2 separate regions of the Mus musculus genome follow, and region 1 is linked to region 2. A link is a contact called in public HiChIP or PLAC-seq data. All regions are on one chromosome and are shown on one strand. Each heading gives the region's core, a stretch centred on a gene start, on an enhancer-like site or on the middle of the called end of the contact. The rest is flanking DNA. Distances are from core to core; before and after follow the strand shown. Region 1 overlaps Pik3r5 (phosphoinositide-3-kinase regulatory subunit 5). Region 2 overlaps Gm40032 (a long non-coding RNA gene).

Region 1 (5,093 bases), core at 2,463-4,962, 640 kb after region 2:
AGAGAATCAATAATTAGTCCCTTCCAAAATGAACAGTATCAGACCCACATGGTTTCACTAGTGAATTCGAATAAACATTTAAGGAAAAAATGCTAATAGAATACTAAAATCTATTACAGAATATAGAAGATGGGAGAGTGTTCCTTGACTCATTTTTAAAGGGTCTCACTGTGTAGACCAGGCTGGCCTGGAGTTCACTGTGTGGACTAGACTCCAGCTACCCCTGCCTCCCAAGTGCTAAGATCAAAACTGTGTACCACCATGCCCAGCTGTAAATCATTTTCTGAGGTCAGCATTACACTAATGCCCAAGTCAGAAAGAAGTGCTTACATCAACATATTGTATTTTAACTTCAAGTTCCAATTATTCAAGGTTGATAAATAGAAAAGCAGTCATGGCCTGGGGAGGTTGACTTAGTTGGTACAGTGCTTTCCCAGGGTGTAAGAAGACCTGGGTTTAGTCCCCAGCATCGCATGATGTGAATGTGGTACCACAGGCCTGTAATTCCAGCACTCAGGCTCTAGAGGCAGGAGGATTAGGAGTTCAAGATCAATCTTGGCTACCTGGCTGTCTTAAAAAGAGATAAATAGGATCTGCAGCTATAGATCATATTCTCCATGCCCATCAATCTTCAACAGTTGGAGAGCAATCTTAATCCAACAGTGCATAAAAGAACTCTCACCACAGCCAGAGACACTGTAGACCACGAGGGGTTGATTTCAGACGCATGCTGCTTAGTCAGCATTTGAAAGTCAACTGGTGCAGCCCATGGCTTCCACAGGCCAACAAAGAAAAATCATAATCATATCAATACATTTGGAAAAATATTTTTTGACCAAGTCTCACACCCAGGCATAGCAAAACTTCACAGCACACTAGGACTTGAGAGTCATGTCTTCAACCAGGGAAATCATGATTACAAAGAACCTAGCATCATGCTTAACGCGAAGAAACTAGATAGGTCAGGGACAAGCTTAAAGATGCTTGCTCTCCACTCTTACTCAAGTTCATACTAGAAGTCTTAGCTAATGCAAAAACCATGAAAAGGAAACGTGGCATCTAGAGGAAGGGAAGGAAGTCACGGCACTGGTATCATTTGTAGATGAGAGTATTGTCTATATGGATCATAAAGAATAAATAGCAATATCAAAATGTCTTGACCAAACAGATAGTTATAGCAAGGTTGGAGGACTGATGATCTATAAAAGTCATTTGCATCTCTATATAGATCAGTAATGAGTGTTAGAATTTGAAGTTAAAGAAAACCTTGGTACCATCTCCCTGGACATCAGAGATGAAGTAGTTATGTAGAATCTAATCTGTAATGGAATACTTAGTGGATCAAGAGCTGTAAGTGGAAACCCCAATGAAACCAGTGAAAGAAATCTGAGAAAATATAAACAAATGGAGAAGTACTGCAGGCCCATGGATCGGAGACCTCACTATGGTTAGGGCGTCCATTGATTTGTGCCATCAGTGCAATCCAAACAAACATATGAAGCTACTTTGCAGCTACGGACCAATTTATTCTAAAGTTTACATGGAAAGGAAAGGGACCTAAAGTAGAGAACACAGTATTGAGGGAGATCAAAGTCAGAGGGCTGCCGCTGGGGACTTCAGGGCACAGCATTGTGCTATGGCATATTGAGGAGAAATGGACAAATGGGTCAGAAGAGCAGAAGAGAGAGCCCAGAATCAGATCCACACAAGTATGCAATCAACTCATCCCTGACAATGGAAACAAGGCAATAGAGTGGAGACAGGAAGTCTTTTCAACAAATGATGCTACAGATATGTAGCATACACAAACATTTCACATGGAAAAAATTATTAGGGGTTGGAGAGAGGACTCAGTGGTCAAGAGCACTTGATGCTTTTCCAGAGGACCCAAGTTCAGTTCCCAGCACCCACGCCAGGATGTTCAGGACAGTCTGTAACTCCAGCTCTGGGGAGTCTGACCCCCTCCTCTGGCCTCTGAGGTACTTGCACACACACAGCTTGCTTCTCTCTGTCCCTCTTTCCCTCTGTCCCTCTGTCTCCCATCTCTCTCCCCGCCTCTCACACACACATACACCAGATAAAGAATTATGCAAAAATGATTCTAACTGAATCATAACCCTAAAAGTAAAGTCAAAGCAACATAGAGAATAAAAATTCTAGCTAACACAGAAGCAAATCCAGATGACTTTGGATCTGTTCGTGAGTGTTTATCTTGTTTTATAGGGCATTTATTTTGAGGCACGATTACAGAGGTACAGAGGAAAAGGAGCTGTAGCCACAGCTCAAGTCTTCCATGGGCCATTGAAGCAGCCTCTGGGAGTGGGATACTGCAGGCCGAAAAGAATGCTGTCTTTCAACAGAATCCACCAACAAACACCCTCTCCATCTTTCTCTAGGGCATCTGAGTCTTTATGGACTCAGAAAAGTCTCCTCCTCCTATCCTAGCTGTCCTAGCTCCATCTCTGTTTCTGTCTGTGCCAAAATACACTGACCAAAAGAAACTTAGGGAAGAACTGGCTCATAATTCCAGATTACAGTCCATCTCCTCGGTCTCATCTAGTTCTCTCCTGTCTTATCTAGCTCAAAACCCCCAAGGACATGCCTTGAGGCCAACCTAATCTAGGCAGTCCCTCAGTTGAGTCTCTCTTTTAGAAGATTCTGGGTTGTGGCTACTTAGAATTCAATCTGGTTAGTGACAGTTATCATAGCCACATACCAGTTACCAAACTTCATGTCAGGTCAAACTTGTGGTCCAGGCACCCAGTTGTCAGCGATGGCAGTGGTGGTATTCATTACCCACTGCTTGCCCTAACTTTGCCAGATCTCCATCAAATACTACAGTGGGAAACTGGTAGTACCAATCTTACAGCTCGTGGGGTACCCATCCATTAACTAGAGGTAGAGCTTGGTCTCAGTGGTGGTGATGGCAGCATTGACACATTTGTGGATAAACTACTTATGATATGACAGGCAACAGACTGTGTGTTTAACACAGCGAGGGTCACATTTCACCATCTGACTAGCTGGCTCAAACCAGGTGTAGGTGGTCTTGGCTAGGAAGGCACTCATGGCAGGTTTTCCCAGAAAAGGTCACAGAGGCCCGTGTGGCCAGCAGGAAGGGGATCCAGGGTCGGTGTGGCACCAGGTCTGGTCTGGGATTCTGTCAGAATCTGTCTGAAGAAAGATACCACCTTCCTAATGAAGCCATTGAGGTTAGTAGAGGTTGGTGTTCATATATACAATGCAAGCAACCACTCATACAAATAAAAACGAAATCTTTAAAGAGATCTTTAAAAGAATTGTTTATTTTTTTACAAAAGGAAAAAATAAAGAATTAAAAAAGATATCAACTGGAATCCCACGGGAACCCATCCTGGCAGGGGCATCGGGAAGTTTAGCGTTGTCCACTAATTCTCAACATGGTGGTTGCTCTCTTAGTGTGGGGAGGAGGCAAAGGGAGAGAGCCAAGAATAGGTTCTGTTTTCATGTTCTGGTCTTTAGGGTGGCTCTTAGGAAGTTTGGGTTCTGACCTGAACCTTTTTCTTTGGCCTTTAGCTGAGGGAAAAAAAGGAGGAAGCTGGTCTTCCAGGCATCGTGCCCTCACTGTGGGTGTCCAGAATTGACTTAATCAACATCTCTGCAGACTGAGTCACCGGGGTGTTGTAGTCGATGTGATTTCCCCTCAGGCCTGAGGAATATCCCCTATTGCTCATATACTCTCGGGGACATATTGGGGTGGAGCTTTGGTTTGTATGCTTATTGTTCAAGGAGACTCAGTCCAGGCCCCATGCCCAGTCATGGAATCAGAACCATTAACACGGTCGACAGGCTCCCGTGGCCAGAAATGGAACCAGACAATTGTAATGTAGTCGCTGGGGAAGCAGAGAGGCTGTGGATAATGTGGATAATGGCCTTGTAACCAGCCGGGGGGTCAAAAGACCTACCTTAAAACAATAAGCTGAAAGAGTCAGTAGGGTAGCTGAGTGGGAAGTGACACTTGTCACCAAACCTGAGACCCCAAGTTCAACCCGGGAACTCACATGGTGCAGGGAGAGAAGTGACTGTTGTTAGTTGTCCTCTGATCTCACATGCACGGTGGTAGATGCACACACACACACACACACAAATGTATTTTTAAAAAAGATATGGCTGAGAGATGATTCAGCAGCTGGGAGCTCTGGCCACCCTTTTGGAGGACTTTGGTTCAGTTCTAAGGACCCACATGACAGCTCACAACCATCTGTAACTCCATCTCCGAGAGATGTGATGCCCTCTTCTGGCCTCCTCTGGCACCAGGCACAAGTGGTCCAGAGACACATATGCAGACAAAACACCCAGATACAAAAATAAACATGACAACTAAATGAGGGTATTAACGAGAAGAGTTCAAGACAGAAGAGTGCAAATTGCATGGTGATGTCAGGAGTTTGGTACCAGCCTGGAGGGAAGGGGCTGGATCTCCTGGGGTCTCGTGAACTGTGTCAGAGATTGAACTGTGTCCCAGGGGAGTAAAAAGCACAAGAAAAAATGTAAGGGGGCAGGGAGCAATCCCTTGATTCCTATACAGTTCTGCTGGTTTGGGGATTCCCTGGGGTTTGAAGCGTCAGCCTGTAAACATTCCCTTATGCCCATTCCTAGAACACATTCTCTGTTAGCTTGCAGGTGACCGCCCTCTTGATTTATTTCTCCACTCATTCATTTCGTCTGTTTTAAAACTTCTTGCAAGTGGAGTCAAAAAAGCACCTGCCGTTATTTTATTTCTTCACACACCATGTTTTGGGGTTGCATCCATGTCATTACATGTATTCATAACCCCCTCTTCTCTGTAGGCTCAGTAATGATACATTGTATCATAATAATACATTATGTACCAGCAATCATCCTTCTGTTGATAGATCAGGGTGGTGCGGGTGGGAGATAATTTTGAATCAAACTTTCTATGAACAAGTATTGCACAAGTCTCTTGTCAACATAAGGTTTCACTTCTTTTGTGGGGAGGAACACACTAATTAGGTCAAAGGCTAGGCGATTGTTTAATTTTGTGAAATTGCCAAACTGTGTTTTTCAACTTTGTACCGTTTCACAACCCCATA
Region 2 (5,012 bases), core at 303-2,802:
GTTCCCTTACAGGCTCTGCTTTGTAAACTCCAGGCCAACAGTGTGTTATTATGGCAAGAGAGTCCCAACAGACGATGCTGTCACCTGATCAAATCGAATCAAAGTGAGGAGCAGTGAAGGACGGAGAAAGGAGGTACTACAAGGTGGTTGTGGTATGAAGAACAGAACAATGGTTGGTAAACCCACATCCATCTAGCTTTAGGATATCGATGTGCGCTTTAGATTTAAACTGAGGGTGAGTGAAGCAGAAGGGCAGAGGTTTGCATAACTAAAGAGTCCTGGCTAGGTGTGTCTGGTTGATCATTGTATCTGTTCTGTTTCTGGGGGGGGGGGCGGGTGAAAGAAGCCTTTCTTGCTTAAGGGGACATGCCAGCTCCCATAAAGTTCCTGCTTGAGGGTAATCTCATGATAAGGTGTCTTACCCATAAGGCTCTACTCTTCCTGTGATCCATGGTGACTTGCAAGTTTGGCCAATGTTGAGAGAGACCTGTGAATACCATTTAGGGTCTGGAATAGGACATTATGAGAGCTGACTGCTGGGTAAACTAACATCTGTGCCTTCTGTCTTGAAGAGGGGTGAGACTGGTTAGGTGTCACCAGTTTTTATATGGACATTCCTTGAGGGACTGACATGCCTGCACACTGAGTTAACCCGAAGTCTGACCCGAAGTTTTCAAACAAAGGAGATGGATGTGAAAGCAAGGCATAGATGCCAGGTGTCTGTCCTGCTTTTGTTATCTTGCAAGCCTGAGTGAGGAGTCAACTAGGACCTGCTGTAATGGGGACAAAGGCCCAGCCTTTGGGTGACTGAGGAAGGAAAGGCTGTCACTAGAAGCATGCATGTGGTCACTGAGGGTTGCATTCTGGCAAAGCAAGGACTCTGGAGTAGGGAAAGGCCACTAGGATTCCACTAAAACAAGCCAGGGAGATCAGCTCTAAGGAAAAAGGACCCTTCTGTGTATGTGAGTTTGCTCTACCATCCCCTGCTAGCTGGCCAAGGGTTTTCTTAAATTGAGGGATCCCAGAGCCTTGGGGGGGGGGGTGGACCTAATAGAAATGATAGGTGGATATCCCAAGCAACCCATAAGTCAAATTTGCCGTCTCCCTCAGGATGCAACGTGTGGCTCTGGGATGTCACTCTGCCACCCTGCCATGGTGGGGCATCTCACTAGCATAGTAAATGAAAGTCTCCAACCTTTATATTGATACACAGAATGAAACAAATAAATGAAATGTTAACAAGGTAGAAACAAAGAGGGGGGGGTGGAAACAGATATGCTATGCAATAAGAGTGGTGACCACCAAGTGGCACTGTTGCTCCAAACACATTTTGCCAACACCTTCCTAGAAATTCCACAAAGCAGCAAGAGTCCATGCACCGTATTCACAATGTCTTGTACAATCGTAAGAAGGATCCCATGAAGGTCTCCTCTCTGCTAGGCTCCCTGGAAAGACTTGCATTCCGTGTCACAGATGGGAAAAGTGAGGGTGTCCATGCTCTGCTGCCTGCTGCTGCTGCTGCTGCTGTGCTGCTCAGGGGAAAACGAGGGTGGCCTGGAGTGACTTAACCCCGAGGACACAGAGTGACTGGATGGTATAAAGGACCTAGGTAGCAGTAGCTGTCCCAGATCCCAGACTGGTTATTCTAAGACGCAGAAGAGATTAAAACACCTCTCAGCTCCATGCTGTGAAAGACAAAGGTGATTAGTTTCTTGTCTTTGCTTCCTGCCCCAAAATTGAAAAGAAAAAAAATCTTTTAAAGTGGACTAAGTAGAAAAGCATAAAGAAACAGATAAATCTATCACAATTCCCAACCATTTTTAGCACATGTGCCCTTCCCTGGGAAGATTAGAACCCTCACTGAGGCACCACCTAAACCCCCAGGTTCCTGCTCCAGGACAGGGCTGTGAGGGGACCTCACAAATTCACGATGGCCAGGCTCAAACAGTCGCTATTTGCCTTACCAGATCCTTTGTTGGCTGCATCTCAGTGTCCCCAGGAGATGGCAGCAGTGGGCTCCCCTGGCTATTGACTATTGATGGGGCTCTGCCTCTGGAGATTGCCTGGCAGGAGAAAATGAGGCCAGGGCTCTTAACTTCCTCAGACTTCCATCGGGTTGCTGTGGTTGCCTGGACAGGTGGGCAGCAGATGTACCCTTAGGCTATACTATGGCTAGACAACTCCTCCCCTCATCCCTGGAGTTCAGGGAGGTTAACGGGTCTTGCTGTTGTTAACCCCAAGGGTGTTTCATAGCCCCTTGCCGGTTTCTGTTAACTCTAGCCACACTGCTTGACTAGTTTCTGCCTTATAATTTCCTAGGTTACCTCATTGCCTCAGAAACAGACCTCTGGCAATGTCTATGAGGATGTCTCTAGAGACTCTAGGGAAGACCCACCCTGAATATGAGTAGCACCATTCCATGGGCTAGGGTCCCAGAAGGGGAGAGTGAGCAGAGCACCAGCAGTCTCCTCTCTGTCCCCACAGCATGGTGAGCCAGATCTGCATAGGAGGAGGGGCTCCCAGGACGTCAGCACCAGCAAAGTGTATAATGCCCAGTCAAGGCTGCCCACTGCCAGCTCTGCCTGGGACTACAGTCAAGATGGTCTTTAACTCAGGATCTCTCACAGGAGTGAATCAAAGGTTGTTGAAGATATACCATGAGCCAATCTGAGTAGACCTTGGGCCATCCTGGTTGTCCATGGCTTCTTGCAGTCACTGTCATTCTGCATGCTGAGACAACTGTGTGAATGCTTAGGAAGTCAATTGTGACTTGGGCAGAGGGAGGGACATGACAGGCAGCAAGAACCCAACCTAGACATTTATTTCCTCAAGTAACTCAAAAGTTTTGTTTTGGGGCTGGAGAGATGGCTCAGTGTTTAAGAGCACTGGCTGTTGTTCCAGAGGTCCTAAGTTCAATTCCTAGAAACTACATGGTGGCTCACAACCATCTGTAACGGGATCTGATACCCTCTTCTGGTGTGTCTGAAGACAGCTACAATTTACTCATGTACATAAAATAAATAAATATTTTTTTAGGAAAGTTTTATTTTAAGCATTTAGATTTAGTGTATCAAATATCCCTCTACCCCACTATCACCCAGGTGGCATGCTTCATTGCCACCCTCGTCCCGTTGTTGGGATAAGAGGACAGCAGTGGCACCAGGGCTATTATGTCCTATCTGCTTAGAAGTAGGGTTGGTCAGCCATCTGATGGCTAATGGCTTAAGCCTGGTCCACATGCCATCTGTAGGCCAGGAGTTACGGGACAGCACTGTCTAAACAGGAACAGAGCAGTGTAGCATCCTTCCCCCAGAGCAAGCCATCTCCTACACTAGCCACACTCTCAGCTTCAGCAATGGCAGATGGCTCGCATGCATGCCAAGAGCATTCAAACTCACTTCGCCAGCCTCACACCGTTGTTGTATCTCTTCAGCCTTTGCAGCCAGAATTGCAAGAGAGGCTACGTGCCTGGAGGAATCCCTCTGCCAACAGGGGGGCAGATTGGCAGGCAGTGCCCCACCCTCTTATGCTTTGAAGACACATGCCCTATAACTACGATGCTTTCCTAAAGAAATGGATAGCTTTCGCCTTCCAGACACAGCAATTCTTTTTTATACATGTGTTGTTCCCTAGAGGAGCCAAAGAACGAGCACATAGGAAAGATTAAAGATTCATTTCCTGCCCGACTTGAATCTTCATCACCTCATGCAACGTTCTCAAGTCTCCAAATCACCTATTGGTTCTATTGTTACAAGAAACACACATACACACACTATGTGTATGTACATATATATCATCAAGGAGGGTAGGTAGCTTAGGCAAAGTTGTGTAGCTGATCAATTGAAAAGCCTGCTGAATGGAGATGACCAGATGGATCATTCAAGTTCCAAGAGCAATAATATATGCTAGAAGTGGTTGAGACTTCTAGTTGCAGTATCAGGCCAGCCATCCTTTTCCCAGTGTGTCTACAATAGTACTTGGGAAGCCATGGGGTGCAAAGGTAAGGAATGTCCCTTAGGAAGCTATGGCTGAGAGTCTCTTTGACTAGCCAGTGATCTATAGACATAAAGGAGGCCTTTCTAAAAGTTATCTTTTTACTTTTAAAAACTATTTTATTTTATGTGTTGGGGTGTTTTACCTGCATATATGTCTGTGCACCATGAGCGTGCTTAGTGTCCACAGAGACCAGAAGGGACATTGGAGCTCCTGGAACTGGAGTTATAGACAATTTTGAGCTGCCATCTGGGTGCTGGGAATGTACCAGGGACCTCTGGAAGAGCAGCCATCTCTCCAGATAAAGGGGAACGTTTGATGCAGTTGAGGCTCTCACACATGCCAACTGCATTCCCTCTCACCTTGCCAGTACCCACTTTACTGCCTGGGACTCTCTCTAGAACAAGGAAGTTCTTTCTGCCATTGCAGGTATGGTCCAAAACTCTAAGTATTCATGTCCCTGGGAGACAAGCCAGGAATCTGTGGGCAGGGCCCCAACCTTTTACACCTCAGAGGCTTACTCTATAGTTTCTCATGGAGTCTGCAACAGGTTTGAGCACGGTTTAATAGCGCTCCTGATTGGCTTCTTTTCTTACTTCTCTCTCACTCTCAGGTGCCTGCTTGCTTCAGGCCACCATCCTGATAGCCACCACTTCTGGTCCTTGTCCCAAGCTCTGCCTTCAAGGAAACTCCAACTAAGACTAAAGATGTTTTGGATGGCAGCACCATCAAAGGTGGGTCAATAAAGATACTGGGGTATAATAGCAGAAAATTGGCTCAAACTCACTCATGGGAAAAAATGGAAATTTACTGAAAAAGAAAGATACACAAAGCACTGGATTCTTGGAGGGGAATCTTTCCAGGGTGCTTCCCGTTCTTGCTCTCTCACACAGTCCCTGTAGTCTCTTGGTAACCGCCTTCCTCTGTGTTTTAAGAGATTTATTTTGTCACATGGTTTCAGAAAATTCAGGACACTGTGGTGGTAGGACTGTGTGGCGGGGAAGGGTTAAGTCATGTCA

Evidence for each region. HiChIP or PLAC-seq counts read pairs in DNA pulled down with a chosen protein or histone mark.
Region 1: a contact with region 2 is called in a FOXA1 HiChIP or PLAC-seq map of pancreatic cancer cells. The contact joins two enhancer-like sites.

Annotation. Positions count from the first base shown.
Region 1 is chr11:68,454,614-68,459,706 of GRCm38.p6, forward strand. The region is part of intron 1 of Pik3r5 (phosphoinositide-3-kinase regulatory subunit 5); the gene reads left to right. Among named protein-coding and RNA genes, the nearest start is that of Pik3r5, 25 kb to the left of the region's middle. Within about 2 kb of position 3,713, at least 70 of the 459 cell types and tissues checked have an H3K27ac peak or open chromatin away from gene starts, as enhancers often do. A contact at or near this core is called in pancreatic cancer cells, where this site is marked.
Region 2 is chr11:67,818,374-67,823,385 of GRCm38.p6, forward strand. All of the region lies in intron 2 of Gm40032 (a long non-coding RNA gene), which reads right to left. Among named protein-coding and RNA genes, the nearest start is that of Dhrs7c, 23 kb to the left of the region's middle. Within about 2 kb of position 1,553, at least 20 of the 459 cell types and tissues checked have an H3K27ac peak or open chromatin away from gene starts, as enhancers often do. A contact at or near this core is called in pancreatic cancer cells, where this site is marked.